Regions from separate parts of the Mus musculus genome. Here all the other regions are linked to region 2. The links are chromatin contacts, called in public promoter capture Hi-C maps. All regions are on one chromosome and are shown on one strand. The core of a region is the stretch at or near the end of the contact, and the rest is flanking DNA. Distances in the headings are between cores, read along the strand shown. Region 1 holds the start of Tsc22d1 (TSC22 domain family, member 1). Region 2 holds the start of Epsti1 (epithelial stromal interaction 1 (breast)). Region 3 holds the start of Nufip1 (nuclear fragile X mental retardation protein interacting protein 1).

The links. Promoter capture Hi-C pulls out the DNA fragments that hold promoters and counts their contacts. Capture Hi-C pulls out chosen DNA fragments and counts their contacts.
Region 1: a contact with region 2 is called in a promoter capture Hi-C map of pre-B cells, with 4 times the contacts expected there. The contact joins the promoter of Tsc22d1 here to the promoter of Epsti1 in region 2. A contact is called at or near these places in 2 of 39 promoter capture datasets (hippocampal neurons and pre-B cells).
Region 3: a contact with region 2 is called in a promoter capture Hi-C map of liver, with 4 times the contacts expected there. The contact joins the promoter of Nufip1 here to the promoter of Epsti1 in region 2.

Annotation. Positions count from the first base shown.
Region 1 is chr14:76,413,765-76,417,480 of GRCm38.p6, forward strand. Tsc22d1 (TSC22 domain family, member 1) reads left to right here and starts at 2,057. Exons shown (of 3, transcript NM_207652.3): 1 at 2,057-3,716. The coding sequence starts at 2,319.
Region 2 is chr14:77,901,746-77,905,924 of GRCm38.p6, forward strand. Epsti1 (epithelial stromal interaction 1 (breast)) reads left to right here and starts at 2,494. Exons shown (of 12, transcript NM_029495.2): 1 at 2,494-2,919. The coding sequence starts at 2,741.
Region 3 is chr14:76,108,812-76,112,411 of GRCm38.p6, forward strand. Nufip1 (nuclear fragile X mental retardation protein interacting protein 1) reads left to right here and starts at 2,080. Exons shown (of 10, transcript NM_013745.5): 1 at 2,080-2,515; 2 at 3,113-3,186. The coding sequence starts at 2,122. Gpalpp1 (GPALPP motifs containing 1) reads right to left here and starts at 2,004. Exons shown (of 8, transcript NM_026177.3): 1 at 1,806-2,004. The coding sequence starts at 1,893.

The DNA of each region.
Region 1 (3,716 bases), core at 807-3,306, 1.5 Mb before region 2:
TTTCTAGCCCTAAAAGGCATTCTTTACAAATTTCCTTTAAATTCCACTAAAACCAAGCCCTAACCTTTTACCTCTCTAAGGGCCACAGCAAGGACACAAAGACAATAAATGGCTGGAGGGAAGCTCCACCTGTTGGTTGGTTAGCTGGCAGGGCCGGCTAGCTTCTTCCCACCCGATAAGGAAGGACAGCAAGGATCACTCCCTTTTGTAAGAGCCTTCCCTTGGAGGGGCTTGGGAGATTCCCTGCAAACATCCGTGCCACATGCTAGCAGTCTCGACCCTGCCCGTCGAAGGGCGAGGGACCGCGTGGCAACTACCACCGCTCTGCACAAAAGGTACCACTGCTGTGGGGGAAGACACCCGATTCTATCGGGGCATCCCCGGAAGGGGCGAGGGCGGTGCGGGTCGAGGGGGAGGCCAGGTTGCTGCTTGGAGAAGGAGGAGGAGGAGGGTTCCGCCACGCGCCGAGGAAGAAAGCCTGACTCATGTCGTGGCAGCAGCGGAGGGCTCCTGGGAGCTGCAACTCGTGATGCTGCTGTTGCTGAGGAGAAAAGCCTCATTACCCGTTCCGCAGGCCGGGGCGGGGGAGCCACCGCCCCAGGGCGCGCACACCCGAGACCTAGCGCTCCGCACCCGCCTCGCCGCCGGGGTCCGCGTGGGAGACAGCAGCGGACACGCCTAACCTGCGCGCACGCGCGCGGCGTGGTTCCCCCCCCCCCTCCCAGCCCCACCCCAGCCTCTCCACGCGACCCGGATTCGCTCGCTCGCGCGCCCGAGTGCCCCACCCCCCACCGCCCTCCGGCGTCGGCGACTCCGCCGGCCTTCGGTAATTTCCGTGGGAGACGGAGCCGAGAGCTCGGCGCGGACCGAAGACAGGCCACCTCCCCTGGTCAGACCCGGCTTTATGTCTGCAGCGCCGGCGCGCACGCGCAGACGCCATCTTCCCTCCTCTCCTCCACGACCCCTCCCCCCTGCCACCTCCTCCTCCTCCTTCTCCTCGGTCAGAGCTCGACCCTCCTCCTCTCGCGCTGGGGCGCTGGTCCCTCCTCTCTTGATGCCGCGAGAGACCAGGGGATACGGAGCAGCCCGAGAAGAGCACTAGTAACAACCATCACAGCCCCCTCCTCGCCCGACGCCCTCCCACTCCCCCGCCCCGCGCCGCCACCGACCAACCCCACCTCTCATTTCTTTGAACGGCGTCGGCTGCAGCCGCTGCACCAGCCCCGTCTGGCCGCCACCGCCGCGAAAAGGAGCCACCGCCGCCCGCGGCCCCCTCCCTCCCTCTCTCCCTCCCTCCCGGTCGCGGGAGCAGCTCGGTGCCGAACCAGCCGGCGGGCCGAGAAGAGGACGCGAGCTCGCCCCTCCGCTCCCGCGCACGTCCCGCCGCCCGCCGGAGCAGCCCGGGCGCCGGCGCCCTTCCTCTCCGAGGACGTGTGGCGAGCCGAGCGCCTGCCCCGAGGGAGGAAAATGCTCGGGCTCCATGGCTGCCAGTGATGGAGCGGTCCCTGGGCTCCCGCTGCTGCTGCCGCCACCGCCGCCGCCGCCGCGCCCCGGCCGCGCTCCGCGAGGATCCGGCGTCTCTGCGCGCCCGCCCGCGCCTCGTTGCTGGGCTCACCGTACCGGGCGCCCCGCCACCGCCCCGCTCGCAGCCGCGCCGCCCGGGCCCCAGCCGCGGCCAGCCTTTCCTCCCGGAGCAGCCGTCGCGAGCCCAGGGGGTTTGAGAGGGGCCGCGGGCCGTGGGGGGAGGCCCGAGCGGGGCCGGCCGCGCCGGCAGGGGAGGTTGGAGCGACGCTGAGCTCAGGGCTCGCCGGCGGCCGCGGCGCCGGGGGTGGCGAGGGCCGGGGCGACCGCTCGCTCCGCGCTGCCTCGGTGCAGGACGAGCGGAGGGGCTTTTGCAGCGGCCGTCGCCGCGGGAGGAGGGGGTTGAGCTGGCTCCGGAGTTGGCCAAAGAAGGTGGGCATTTCTCGCTTCTCCTCGCCTCCCCCGCCCCCTCCTGGGCTCCCCTCCCTCCCGCCCCGCACCCCACGTGAAGCGGAATATAAAGGGGGGTGTGTGACTGGAGGGGGAAGTGAATGGCGAAGGACTGAAGGGGTCCCCCTTCGGTTCCCCAGCCACCTGGTTCACCCGGTTCATCCTCCCTTCCCGAAGTTAGCCCTCGAAGGCACGAGCAGCCGGCGCCTTCGGCAGAGGAGGAGGAGGAGGAGGGATCGCGTCGGGCGGAGCTTCAGGTCCTGTTCGTCTCTCCGGCTTCTCCATACAAAGATTACGGTGCAGAAGGAAATTGCACTTGCCTCCTCCGCCCCCCGGTACCCAGCACAATGCACCAGCCGCCGGAGTCCACCGCCGCGGCGGCCGCTGCTGCAGACATTAGTGCTAGGAAGATGGCGCACCCGGCAATGTTCCCTCGAAGGGGCAGCGGTGGTGGCAGCGCCTCTGCTCTCAATGCAGCAGGTACGGGCGTCAGTGGTGCTGCTCCATCTTCTGAAGATTTTCCTCCTCCTTCGCTGCTCCAGCCGCCGCCTCCTGCTGCATCTTCCACGCAGGGACCCCAGCCTCCGCCTCCACAAAGCCTGAACCTCCTCTCGCAGGCTCAGCTGCAGGGACAGCCTCTTGCGCCAGGCGGAACTCAGATGAAAAAGAAAAGTGGCTTCCAGATAACTAGCGTTACTCCGGCTCAGATCTCTGCCAGCATCAGCTCCAACAACAGCATCGCGGAGGACACCGAGAGCTACGACGATCTGGATGAGTCGCACACGGAAGATCTCTCCTCTTCCGAGATCCTCGACGTCTCCCTTTCCAGGGCCACTGACTTAGGTGAGCCTGAACGAAGCTCCTCAGAGGAGACTCTGAATAACTTCCAGGAAGCTGAGACACCTGGGGCAGTCTCTCCTAACCAGCCCCACCTTCCTCAGCCTCATTTGCCTCACCTTCCACAACAGAACGTTGTGATCAATGGGAATGCCCATCCCCACCACCTCCATCATCACCATCACCCTCATCATGGGCACCACCTTCACCATGGGCACCATCATTCATCACATGCTGCTGTGGCCGGTCCATCCATTCCCGGAGGGCCACCCTCGAGCCCAGTGTCCAGGAAACTCTCTACAACTGGAAGTTCTGATGGTGGTGTGCCAGTCGCACCTCCTCCTGCAGTACCATCGAGTGGCTTACCAGCATCAGTGATGACGAACATCCGTACTCCAAGTACTACAGGAAGCCTAGGTATAAATTCGGTTACTGGCACGAGCGCTACGAATAATGTTAACATTGCTGCTGTGGGTAGTTTCAGTCCCAGTGTGACGAACAGCGTGCATGGTAATGCTAATATAAATACAAGCAATATCCCTAATGCTGCTAGCATAAGTGGTGGGCCTGGAGTTACCAGTGTTGTTAATTCGAGTATCTTGAGTGGCATGGGCAATGGTACCGTTTCTTCCTCTCCTGTTGCTAACAGTGTCCTTAATGCAGCTGCAGGTATCACTGTGGGAGTGGTTTCCAGTCAGCAGCAGCAGCAGCAGCAGCAGCAACCAACAGTTAACACATCGAGGTTCAGGGTTGTGAAGTTAGACTCTACTTCTGAACCCTTTAAAAAAGGTCGATGGACTTGCACAGAATTCTATGAGAAGGAAAACGCTGTGCCAGCTACAGAAGGCGTGGCCGTCAATAAAGTGGTGGAGACGGTGAAGCAAACCCCCACGGAAGCATCGTCCTCG
Region 2 (4,179 bases), core at 1,244-3,743:
ACCCCAAGTTTTCTGAAAGTCCTAAGCCCTGCTTCTTTTTATCAGCCATTTCTACAGAGGTATACACTCCAACATCCTGGCAAAAAGCCAGGCTGACTCACTCACTCTCTCTCTCTCTCTCTCTCTCTCTCTCTCTCTCACACACACACACACACACACACACACACACACACACACACATGGATGGTGAGAGAGTAAATCACATGCAAGTGGATAAGGCATCCTGGGATATCCTAAGGAAGCATGTAGGCACCTCCTGCCATAGTGAATCACAAATATGAGTTTAATCAGGGAACATGGTAGAACAGTGAGCAGGCTAAGAATCTCTGTCTTGCCTGTGGGCCTCTGATTCAGTCTCATGTTTAGAACTTGAATTGTAGAGTATGGTTTGGGTTGTATAGTAAATAGGATCAAACAATATATATCTTTGAAATCAGTACCACCATTACTAGCTGTTTGGGGTTTGGGGCTGGGTTTCCCCTAACTTGCCTTTTCCCTTCCTCAAATGTTAAATCCAATGCCACGGATCTTCTCTTTGAAGCAAGGATTCCTGTGACATTCCCCAAGAACTCATGACTGGGCCCAGTACAGCCTCCAGGCAGGTCATGCTGGCCTTCTCCTAAGGTCACCATGGCAGCTGTGACATGACTGGAGCTTTCTGTTGGGGTCTATCATGAGGATTTGGCTGCTTCTGGGCATGGGCATTTGGGTCTGGGTGACTCTCCTGTGGGGCTGCTGTCTGAACACTATTTCATGTTTAGCGGTGTCTTGGCTTCTCCCCACTAGATGCCAGGTATCCTTCCTCCTCTAGGTTCCACTGTGACAACTGCCTCTAGGCTTTGCCTAATGTCTGTTGGAGGCAAAACTCAACTCGGACAACCATTGATATTAAGTATCTCCTTAGTCCTCACAACACCTTACAAGGTGGAGACGGGGACTTCTGCTCCCACAGTGCAGATGAGGAAAATGGGACCTCAAAGAAAGCAAACTTACCTCTGCCCTGGGGCCAGCATGTGTCCATGATCTCAGAGTGATGTAAGGCCTCCCTTCCCTCCCTCCACTGCCCCTGGGGATGGATCAGTTCTCCCTGGTGTTCATTTGCTTGTTTAGTTTTGTTTGTTTTCTTTAACCTATGTTATCTCTAGTTTGGTTTGGGTTTTAATGTCTACTTTGTATTTCCCACACAGCGGCCTTACTGCTAATACACATCTCTGGCCTAGCTTTACTAACCAGGTCCTCAGTTTTTCTTCCTGTTATTAACCTGTTCATTTTTCCATCTCGCCTTCACTTTGACTTTCTCAAGCTCTATGGAGAGCCCCCCTGCCCCTGCCTCCACCCCCCTGTTGCCGGTTCTTCCCCCGCTGGCCCACCCCCATTGCCGTCTACATTGCCTTCAGCACTGGTTCATAGAATGGTCTTGGATCAGCCTCACTGAGAACTGTTGGAAGGGCAATTCCTTAGGCCCACTCCAGAGCTGAACTCTAGGGTAAGCACCTACATACCCGTTCTAACACACCCATCATGTGGTTCTAATCCTCTCTGAGCTTTGAGACGCTCTGGCCCACTTAACCAAGCCCCAACACCTCCTCGTTGTGGTGTGTGCAGCAGACTATGCACTCCAATGGCCACTGCCTTCTCCCTTCCTATTTTACCACTTGCACTTAACGACCTTTCAGTTTTATTCTCTTATTAGCTATCCAACATGCATTTGTCTTTCTGCTCTAAGCACCAATAATAAATAAACCAAGACAGTGAAACTTCTGGGCGGCCAGTTGCCAAGCAGAAAGGCTCTGCCGTAGGACGTCACCTGGATGGGTACACACCACATAATTTTATAGCAGAAGCCCTGTCATAATGCCCTACCACCACCACCCCAGCCACACAGTCACATCAGGATTTTCTGGAACCTTAAAAACAAAACTAAACAAACAAAGGATGCCAGAACATAGTCCAAGACCTATGGAAATAGTCTTGTAAACCTGGTCTTTGTTTTTAACGTTTCAACAGAGCTGGATCACTGGAAGCTGTGCTTAGGACCGGCATTCAATCCGTCGGTTTTTGAATGCTTAGTCAATCACTTAGAGAGGCTAACAGGCCCTCGGCTCTGCCTATCCCTCAGCTCGCCTCTCCAGCTCTGCTGTTTTGTTTGTTTGTTTGTTTGTTTGTTTTTCTTTCTTCTGATTTCACTTTCCACTTCCTCTGACCGCCAAACAGCAGCCACAACTAACAAACGGAACTATTCTTTTTCTGTTCCATTGCTTTTAGTTATTGTCCTAATCTATGGGGACTCAAGGTAATATGTCCCCGGGTGTCCAGCTTCTGACAGTGACCTCAAATCAGGGACACCCCTTAAACAGCTCAAGTTTCTCCAGGTTTCTGGCTATTTTGCACCAGCTTAGAAGCTTCCCAAGGCTCATCATAATGATCTCTGGTGCTCTCTGCAGTGGCTATGAATCCCTGAGCCCGATCACCTGCAGCTGGGTGAACCAGCTCAGTTCTTCAGCCTTGCTAGAGGCAGGCTCAGCCCAGGAAGCTAACCTGTGAGAAAGTCCAAGGGTGTCCGGGTAGAGAATGAATGAGGAAGTTCTCTGAACCCAGCGGGTGGTTAAAGAGAAATCGAAACTCAGCTGTTAAAACCGCTCTCCTTGCTCTTCAGAACCCCTTCCTCGAGCCTCCTTAGAAGCCCTTACCAGCATCCGTCCCTCAAAGGCTGTGGCCAGGACCCCACGGGCTGTGGACCATGTACACCCGCAGTAAGGTGGTGGGCCCAGGCTTGGGCACTTCCTCCATCTCTCGGGACCACGCTGGAGCTGGGCAGCGCAGGGAGCTGGGCTTGCAGCAAAACCGGAGACAGAGTTTGGAGGTGGCAGCTCCCGAGGGCCCCAAGATGGAGAGGCAGGGGCATGCTGACCAGGGAAGGTAAGTATTTGCAAGCTGCCTTGGAAGCAGGAAGTCCTGTTCCCGAATATAATCAGGCCCCAGGTACCTTCCTGGTCTTTGGAGTTTGAAATCACAGAGGCTTAATAACAGGGATTTTGAAAGAGTTATATATCATTTACCTCTTTAAAATCACCTAGGAATTGATTTATTATGCCTTGCACCTGCCTGTTTGCAGACCTTTATAGCAGATTCTCACCCCCAGTCCACTGATTCTTAAGACTGGCTCAAGGATTAAAAGATGAATACATGCAACCTGGGCTTTTCATTCTTTATGAAAGTAAGTTTTTCTTTACTAGAGAAAGGGGTGGCGGCTCTAAATGGGACTACCATGCTAGAATAAAGGCAAGAAGGAGCGTGATGCAGAGGGTCCAGATAGCCTTAAAGCTATCTGGAAGTTCTCTAATGGTCTAACTTAAAGTTTCCATCAGTACAGCTGGGAGTGAGGACCCCAGACGCTCAAGATTGGATTGCATGCTAAGCAAAGCAGGGACTCATAGGAGGCGTTTATTCTTGATCTGCTGTTTAAGGACTGACGGTGGCATCCTGAACTCGAGCTCCCCCCCCCAATTTTTTATTAGATATTTTCTTCATTTACATTTCAAATGCTATCCCGAAAGTCCCCTATACCCCCCCCCCCGCTTCCCTACCCACCCACTCCCACTTCTTGGCCCTGGTGTTCCCCTGTATTGGGGCATATAAAGTTTGAAAGCAAGCTTTGTAGAACACCAGCGACCCTCTCCTTGCACGGGGTGGAATGGGCTTTTTTTTTTCCCACTCAGCACCATGGTTTGAAGTGCCGCCTCTGTGAATTAGAACTGTACAAATGGTTTTATTTTTAGTTTCCCTGCTTTGCAGCGACTTCTTTGTTGCAAGAAAGACAAATGCTGGTTGCTAAGGAACAGCTACCTAACCTTATGACCAATACACACTAGCACTAGAGATTCTTTCATCCCCATGTCGTTTCTGAAGGTAGGGAGGTTATGATACCATTCAGGGTAGCTACCCTTAGATGGGGCAGGTGATCTGGGAGTCAATCAGAGACTGTGGAATTTCTCTCAGAATAACTGGCATCTTGCCATAACCGAAGTTCATTAACTCCGAGTCACATGTCTATAAACTGGTCTCACACTTATGAGTAGTTAATGATAAAAATCCTTTTATTAGGAAGCATCCATTTAGATATAAGCACGTCTTTGTATGCTCCTCTCATCTCGTGGGCACTAAGCAGTTGTCTCTTTC
Region 3 (3,600 bases), core at 830-3,329, 1.8 Mb before region 2:
CGGATATAAGCTATGAAACTAGAAAAGAGATTATGAGGGGGTTAAAAGAGGTATTGAAGAATAGGGGACACACATGAGACACAGAAGGGGAAAGGAGGTTATGGGAGATGCCTGAAGGCTAAAAGAGATAAGAGGGGGTGGGAAGAAGAATTAACAAAAAGTTTTGTTTAAAAAATGACATAATTCGGTCTTAAGGATGGCTCAGGCAGCAGTTAAGAGTGTACACTGCAGAGGCCCCAAGTTCAGATCTCAGCACCCACATCTGGAGGCTCCCAACTGCCTGTAACTCCAGTTTCAAGGGTCCACACAACTCCTGTTCTCTTCAGGTACTTGCATTCACACGCACATACCCACACACAAACACATGAATATAAATAATGGAACCTAATGCTGTGTATGCCAATTTTACAAACTACAGATCAAGAAGACAAAAGAAATTTCAATAAGAAATAAGCAAAAGACTATCAGAGCACAGTGGTAAAAAGATAATAAAAAATTAGAAAAGTGTTCAATTTAATTTCTCACAAGAAAATACAAGTTTAAATTACTACAAAATATGGCTTCAAAACACCAGATTGAAAAGACAGAGGAAAATGATTAGGGAGAACATGGAACAATCAGAACTCCTATACTCACTGAGGGCTTTGGTAAACTGGTAGGATTCTGAAACTGAGGGTGTATAACAGAGGAGATAGATAGACGGACAGACAGATAGATACACATGCACACACATACACAGTGCATAGTGGCACTCTTTGTAAGAGTTAAAAACAAAAACAAAACCAGAATCTACCCAAATGTCTGTTACCTGTACAATAGGTAAAGAAATTGCAGGGGATTTACCAAATTGAATTCACTCATACTTCTTCAACCTAACTGGGTAGAAATTTCCTTCCTAAAACAAAGAATAAAGGGAATTTTTAAAAATAACGGCACTAGAAATAAGATCTGGAAGGAAGAATCTGCCGGAGACATAGTCTCTGGGTAGCCAGAAAAACAAAGTCAGATCAACATTCTGTCAGTTTTGTTCTTTCCCAAGTAGAGTCAGCGCCGGCCTTCAAACTGGAACAAACACTAAAGCCGGAAAAGCATGAAAGAGTGTGCGAGGTATTGATGTGGCATAGATGCATGTTAAGGTTGCAAGACACAGTGAATTGGTGGAGACTGAGATATCCACAAATTAGTTGAACAGAATGTGTTAAATATTAGCGTAACTGGGGAGAGGAAAACCCGGAGGAAGACGTGACAATGCTCGGGAAGGTGACGCTTAAACTGGTATATGAAGGACGTTTTGTCAGGCATTTAAGTACAACCATAGCACCCCCAAAAGTCTATCGTCAAAGCATAAACTCGAACTGTGTGGGCACTGGGCTGCTGTGTAAGATGGAATGATAGAATGAGGTCGGGAAGTCAGGCCGGGGAGGAGAGAGGCACAGGATCTTTGGCAAGAGTCTTGTAAATCTGAAGATATAGAGATACTAGGTTCTAACTTGGGCTTCATCACGGACTAGCTGCGTGTCTTAGGCACCGATTCATCAGCCGCTGTCATCATTTGTAACACATGCACCATCCATCATCTTTTCTTATACAGTTGATGGAAGGGTTAAACAGACGACCGGACGAAGATTGATCAGTTAGCACAGTCCTATTCGTAATAATAGCAAATTGGGACTGTATAGTCATTTTAACGATGATCGGGTCCCAAACACTCAGGCGTTGCCCAGCTTTTCCCCCAGGGCGGACCGCGCCCACTCCACGGTGGTCGCCAGTCCTTCCCGGGAGTGCAGACGCCCGCTGCTGCTTACCCGGGCTCGGGTCCCGTTCCTCGTCCTCAACTGTCGCGTGCTCCTTGAAGCCTGGCGGCAGTGCCGGCCCGATCAGGTCCCTAGCCATTCGCTGCGACGCACAGTCGCTCAAAGCCCAAGCCAACCTGCACACGCAGTTTAGCTAAACCCAGGCTGGACGGTGTAGACCAGGATTTGCTGCAAGGCCCGAAGGTTTTTCCGGCTTTGTCTGATGACGTAAGCCCGCGATGGGCTCATTGGCCAGATTACTGTAACGGAAGTGACGCTTAATGATAGTTCCACAGTTGCACTTTGGGCTCGCTGCTTGCTAGGTGGCATGGCTGAACCGGCACCCGCCGTGTGGCCTTCGGCCCCGGATCTGACTCCCGCGCCCGGGACTCCGAGCGAAGCTGCGCCGCCGCGGGACAACTGGGTGTACTGGGCCATGCTGCCGCCGCCACCACCTCCTCTGTCGTCCCCAGTGGCGGGCTCGGAGCAGAGCCGGAAGGGACAGCCTCACGTGCTGCCCCAGCCTCCCTCCGGAGCGCTTCCACCGTTCGATGCTCAGATTCTTCCCGCGGCGCAGCCTCCTTTCGATGCCCAGGCTCCGCCCGATGCTCAATCTCAGTTCAGCGGCCAGCAGGCCTGGAATTTGCAAGCCTCCACGCCTTGGTACTGGGGATTGTCTCCTAATGGTTTTTCCACGTACCACACGTCTTACCAATCTCCGGGTAAGCTGCAGTTCCTAGTGGCCCTACTTTACTTTCTCTTTCTTTCCTCTCCCAGCTTTCTCTTTTTATCTCTCAGCTTTGCGCTGTAGTTTTGGAGGCTGGTAATGAGTATTCAAAATGTGTCTCACTAGGTTTCCTGCCACCTGCTCATCCAAAATTTTATTAATTTAACCCAACTATAAAACTGGGGACTACTTGCATAGCAGTAAACAAAACATACAAAAATCCATACCTTTTGAGAGCTTCCTATCCCCTCAGTGTAGGAAGACGCGATACAGGAGATAAAACTAGGTATTAGGAAGTAATGATTGTATGTATGCATTAGAAAAGGATTGATTGGGGGGGAGGTGGAGAAATGGGTTGGCGATGAGACTCTATTGCTCTTGCAGAGGACCAAAGCTCGGTTCTCAACATCCACACTGGGCTCTCAACTGCCTGTAACTCCAGCCTCAGAGGAGCCGATAGCTTTCTTCTGGCCTCCAAGAGTACCTGCACTCCATGCTACCTACACAGTTTTTGTTTTTAATCTAAGAAAAAAATGATCAATAAACAATTGTACCTTTGCAATCTTAAATGAAACCCTCTTTTCTTTTTTAGTTACACATTCTTATTTTCCACGATCACATGATGCAAAATTCAATTTGCCTCAAAACAGAAAACAGAAAACGAAGGTAATTCCAAGATGATAAATGTGGCCTTTTGAACTTGAATGTTACTGCTCTATATATTAAGTTGTAACTGTCAGTGTTTCACATCTGTGGTGGACATGGAGAGCTTTACTTGGGTAGTATGTTTAAGGAACTTAATTATAAGTAAAATGTTGAAACAAAATAGTATTGAAAAATAAATGATGAAATTATAGGAAAAGAAAGAACATTAAAACCGTCTTGGTGCCAGGCGGTGGTGGCTCACACCTTTAATCCCAGCACTCGGGAGGCAGAGGCAGGTGGATTTCTGAGTTCGAGGCCAGCCTGGTCTACAAAGTGAGTTCCAGGACAGCCAGGGCTGCACAGAGAAACCCTGTCTCGAAAAAACAAAACAAAACAAAAAACAAAACAAAACAAAAAACAAACAACTGTCTTGGT